Linked DNA regions of Hordeum vulgare: region 2 is linked to region 1. Evidence: chromatin contacts called from public Hi-C data. All regions are on one chromosome and are shown on one strand. The core of a region is the stretch at or near the end of the contact, and the rest is flanking DNA. Distances in the headings are between cores, read along the strand shown.

Evidence for each region. Hi-C and Micro-C count contacts between places; a contact is called where the count stands out from the background.
Region 2: a Hi-C map of leaf shows a contact between it and region 1, with 3 times the contacts expected there. The contact joins the promoter of LOC123395545 here to the promoter of LOC123451957 in region 1. A contact is called at or near these places in 3 of 6 Hi-C or Micro-C datasets (leaf and seedling) and 1 of 1 datasets of contacts at active chromatin or transcription factors (embryo).

The regions. Positions count from the first base shown.
Region 1 is chr5H:346,936,712-346,939,471 of MorexV3_pseudomolecules_assembly, reverse strand. It overlaps LOC123451957 (aspartate--tRNA ligase 2, cytoplasmic), which reads right to left and starts at 1,368. Exons shown (of 10, transcript XM_045128527.1): 1 at 724-1,368; 2 at 400-510; 3 at 191-304. The coding sequence starts at 1,239.
Region 2 is chr5H:347,072,951-347,075,710 of MorexV3_pseudomolecules_assembly, reverse strand. It overlaps LOC123395545 (sodium/proton antiporter 2), which reads right to left and starts at 1,372. Exons shown (of 10, transcript XM_045090557.1): 1 at 1,080-1,372. The coding sequence starts at 1,310.

The DNA of each region.
Region 1 (2,760 bases), core at 119-2,618:
GCCTTTTGCTGGTAGATGGAGATACTAAGATGAAAGAATGACAGGTGACCGGACCTTCTTTTATATAATAATAATAATAACAGCGCACGCGGTGCTAGCCGTAACAGAACATGCTATTTGTTACAGCAGCATGCCTTACTGCATGAATGGTAACAGTCGGTCGGTATAAACAAGGACTAATAATACTCACGTTCTCAACATGGCATTGGATGCGGAAGATTGCTTGATTCGCAGGTGTCCGTAGATCGATAGCTCGATAGTTCAAGCGTGTGTCCTGAAGAACTCGTACCAGCTTCTCTCCATTCTGTAACCATGGCAAGGATAAGAATCATAGAGCAAAAGCTGGGACCTCCTGCAAAGAGGAAGAAGGCGAATGAAAAGAATTTGCAACGGACGTACTTGTTCAGCCTTGTCGAATTCTGCTTCACTACGGGCCGCATCCTCAAGGTTGATCGGAAGTGTGGGGATCGCCCTATTGATGCAGTAGACCTTCCTAACCTGGATCTCAACCTGCCCGTCAAAGCGAACACACAAACAATTGATGAGGTAGGCACACTATAACACACAAACAAACAGAAATTGTAATGAGCATGCACTTCACATTCTAAATTAGGCGACAACAATTCGAATCGAATAAGGAAGGTTACAAAACCACCATCTAACAATGCGAATGATGGTTGCTACCGATGACGAGAAACAAGCAAAATGGCCCACATGACTGACCTGCTGTGTTGTGGCCTTGAGGGGCTCCTTGGGGAGGGTGACGATGCCCTCGACATCGACGATGCTCTCCTTGCTGAGGGAGGTGGCGAAGCGCACCATCTGCGTGCTGACGCCGGCGTCGGGGCTGGCGACGAGGACGCACTGCACGGTGCTCATGCTCTGGCGCAGCACGACGAAGGCCATCTTCTTGCTGACGGGGCGCAGCGTCTGCGCGGAGCCGCGGATGAGCACGGAGCGGCCCGCGGCGGCCTCGTCGAGGTCGCCGATGTCGGTCCAGGTCCTGCCGGAGATGACCTTGGACTGGATCTCCTCGACGGGGACATCGCCGTAGTTGGCCGCGAAGGGGTCGGCCTCCTCCGCCTGCGGCTGCTGCTGCTGCTGGCGCTGCGACGCCTTCCCGGCCTTCTCCGCCTTCCGCGCGTCCTTCTTTAGCTGCTTCTTGCTGATGGTCGCGGCGGACAGGTCAGCCTCGAGCTCCTCCGTGGAGGCAGAGGCGGGCGCGGGCTCCGACGACATCGCGGCGGTGGCGGGCTGGCGGCGAGGGGAAACAGGAATAGGGTTTAGCGTGGTCTGGTGGGATGGTGGTGGACGGGGTGACCTTGACGACCGGACGCCCTCGATGGACCGGGCTTAACTTCAGGTTGGTGTGTAAGCCTACCGGCCCAGCCCGTCTGACGTTCTATAGGCTTTGGCGGCCCCCGGAAAAGGAACCTAAAGAATTCAGGTCAATTCTTTCTGAGAAACATGTGAACGCGAAGCAACAACTTCTTGCCCGGAAATGGTATTGGTAGAATGTGTCGTCGTTACCCGGTATTCATAGATTCAGTTTGGCTTTGCTGTGGGCGGTACGTGGCGAAGTTTGACGAGGAAGCAACGCACTTGTCTTGCTCACGGGATCGTGCTGGGTTCATTGGTCTCCCGGGGTAGCACCACGGTTTTGACCGCGACGACGGCCGTGGAATGAAGCTCCCCATGGATTTGCACCACAGTTTTGTGTTTCACGCAAGTCGGGTTGATTCTCACGAGGGTGGGGTATTTATATCGTGTTTCTCGCCCGGGTCCACTTGCAGCCTGACTCGCCCCTTTTATAAAAAAAATATTGCACGGAGAGGGGGGCACGCATGGTGTTTAGTTGATGGCATCTTCTAGGTAGATGTAGAGTGTGTGGTATTTGGTTACATGTAACACATATCATTTAGTAACCTTGTTGAAGTGGTGAAGTTACTAGCACAACATAGATAAACGGGCAAGCCCGGGGCAGACCAAATTAGCATAACTCCCCATCCCTCCCCCTCCCAACCCTAGCCACCCAACTCCCTCCCCCTCCCTTCCTCGCCGTCGCGTGAGGCAGCCGCCGGGCAAGCCCGGGGCGCCAAGGATCGTGGCGGCGGGGCCTTGGCTGCCCTGCCTCTGCATGGGAAACTTTGGATCTGGAGCGGCGGCTTCATGGACGAGGCACGGCAAGCTAGCAGCCGTGCGGGCGGTGGATCTGGCGTCCGAGCCGCACGAGCGGCGGGATTCAGTGGTCGTTGGAGGCCGACGGCGGCTTCTGCGGTGGTCGGTGCGCGCGATCTGGCGCATCCCCTCCTCCCATGTCCGGCGTGCGAACTAGCCTGGTCGGGCCGCGCTTCTTTGGGTCGCCGGTTCTGTACAGGAGGCGCTGCTGGTGACGGGGATCTAGTTCGGACGAAATCCCTGACCGGCCGCGTCGACGGCGACGCCTGAGGGCGTCGTTCCCCTCCTTGGAAGCGTCGGCATGGACTGATCCCCTCACTTCCCCTTCCCCTAGGTCTCCCTGGCGAAAGTCCTAACTTTGTTGGAGGGCGGCGACGCTCACGGCGTCATTCCCTTCTTGAAGGCGCCGCTTTGGAAACCTTGGGGCTGGGTGATGCTTGTGGGTGGTGGGCGACGGCGGTGGTGCAGCCATATCCTAGCATGGATCTACGTCCGCTGCTTGAAGATGGACTCGCGTAGGTGGAGGTCGTCGTTTGGCGTCATGGTGGCGTCGATGGCGGAGGCACCTGCCAAGGCTGGTAC
Region 2 (2,760 bases), core at 123-2,622, 140 kb before region 1:
AGCTATTGAATAGGATCAAATATAAGATTAGGTGCTGGGCTAGAGCCGGGGACAAAGGGCTTAGGGTAGTCTTGCCCCCATCCTGGGATGTCCACTAAACCACCATGTAACAATGTTGTAACCACCTCTTAGGAGGATGTAATCTCCCTTCTTTTCAATACAAAGAAACGCAAGGCTCTTTGCGTTTTCTCGAAAAAATAACACTAAAGAAACCATTCCCAAACTATTTCTATAGTCTCAGAAAGGTGGCATACAAATGTGAGTTTCCATAAGAAGAACATTACGGATGATCTTATAGACTTCCATCACTTAAACTTAAAGGTACCTAACCAAAGAAACTTGAGCATTTTAGATCAAAGTGTTAATATTTTAGTTAAGTTTGATCTAATGGATATAATATAATTCTAGTGGACTAGTGGTTACATGAATCTATTATTATTCTGCATTAGGAGTCGATTTTGGAACAAAGGAGAGATTTGCAAAACCATATGGTACTCCTCCCTCAGAAAAGTATGATGTTCCAACTTGCTAGTAGTTGCCGCAGAACCAGAGTAAAATGACTACTATCAAGCTAGCATTTCATAAACTTGGAGATGTCAGGAAATAGCAACCAAAGTGAAGGAAAAAAAAATGCTTCTACATTCGTTTTCATTTTTCGGAACTACATATTGCAGTGCACTTACCAGCAATATGTAGAATTTATGTAACATGCTATTTACTGCAGCCATGTTTTGACCGAACCTGTTTATTAGCCAATTATAGTGTTCATTCATATAAGTGATTTTGTGCGAGATGCATTTAGAGGCTGACCAACCGAAGCTCAGATCAACAGCTGACCTAAAGGCAGGTTCTTCGGGTTTTGTTGCCATGTTTATTTTGGCAGTGATCCTATATTTCTTTCACGGGGAGGCAATAATGAATAATCTTACATTGTATACCAATTTATTCAAACAAAGCATATGTGAAACGAATGTTTTGCTCTTGAGGCGCGCAGTTTGCACATTCTGTGAGAGAACTCGGAACCGCGCTAGCATGGAAAACAATCTGTTAAAATGTAAGTCGATGCCATATCACACTACCTCGTAGTCCATGGGCTCCTCGTCCTCGGATGGCACGGGCGGCGGGGGCGACGAGGAGGGGGAGGAGGCGCAGAAGCGGAGCGAGCGGCGCCATCGCTGGGTGGAAGGGAGCTGGAGCGCGGTTGTGGCAAGGGGCGGCAGACGGTGGTGGTTGCGGCGGCGGAGTAAGGGGAAGGAGGGGAGGGAGGGGGAGGCTGCTCGGGTGCCGGCGAGCGAGTAGGAGAGCGCCATTGCCAGTGGGGGTTTTGCGGAGTGGCCGCCGAATCGAATGGATGGAAGATGGATGAGAAACCAGTGCGTGTGGGTCCGGCAGTTCAGATGGGAAATGGATTGACGGAATTCGTATCCGGACAAGACAAACTGATACGTCCTTTGGCTGGTCCCGGCTCCATTTGTATTTAGAGTTTGTTAGAGCATCTCTAGTAGCCCTTAAACCCTTAAACTTTTAAAATAGAACCCTTAAATCATTAAAATCGTAAAAAAATTAAAGGTCCAACCCTCAAAACCCTTCCCAGCGTGTAGAAGTGAGGGTTGGGAGGAAAAACTCCTCCCAACCCGCACTCATTTTCCCACATCGCGCGGGAGGTAGTTGGTTCCCCCGCGCGGGAGGAAGCCGCAGTGGCCACCGCCAGCCCGCCGCCCTCCGCGCTCCGGCCGCCGCCCCGCCGCCCCCCGCGCCCCGGCCGTCGCCCCGCCGCGCCCCGCCGCCCTCCGCCTCCCCAGCTCCTCCCGCCGTCGCGCCCCCGCCCGCCCCGGCCGCCGCTGCTCCCGCCCCGCCCGCCCCCGCCCCCACCCCCGTCCTGCAGTCGTGGATCATCCAACTGCTGCTGCTAGTATCCGATGGTGCAGGCGCGGCGTTCAGGTTCATTACTGATGTCTGAAGCATTGCGCCTCGTTGCAAGAAGTATTACTGGTGGGTGGATCACAGAAGCCGTTTCATTATGCCATCTCGGAACATGTTCGGTGTTGGGCTTTCTATCTGCTAGTGGAAATGCTTATTCAGAAGTTCAAAGCCTTCAGGTTTCCGTTTGCTTGCAGTGGCACCAAAATGACAGCTGCAGCTTTTAGTATGGCGTGGTGAATTCCAGTGATTCTCCCTGAAAACTGTCGATTTCATTCTGCCAATCTGAATATTTGATCATGCTGGACATGTTGCCACCAAATGCATGTTGTTTAAGTCACTTTCTGTTCAGATCAATCAGTGGTCATGCTCTGCATCAGGCCAAATATCTGCAAACAAGTGTTAATCTATCAGATTTGTCAGAATCAGTACATAATTGATTACCTTCAATCCTAGGAACATGCCTATTCTTGATTAGTTGGCTTTTAAATCTGCTATGCCAAATTGTGCTATGTCAAATTGTTTGTTTGAAGGTTTATTATGTTTTTCTACTGAAAATTGTGCAATGCCAAATGACAGTTTTAAGGGTTGGGGTTGGGGCAAAGACTAGAACCCTCAAACCCAACCCTTATAACGGAATATTCCGTTATAAGGGTTGGGTTTGAGGGTTCTAGTCTTTGCCCCTATTTTTCAACCCTTAAAAGTGTCAAAAATGGTCAATTCTCAATCCTTAAAACTGGTTTTAGATTTAAGGGTTTGAGGGTTCTACTAGAGATGCTCTTATAAGGCTGGCCATACTGGGAGTAACTTAGGTGGTATCATATACTCCCTCTGTCCCAA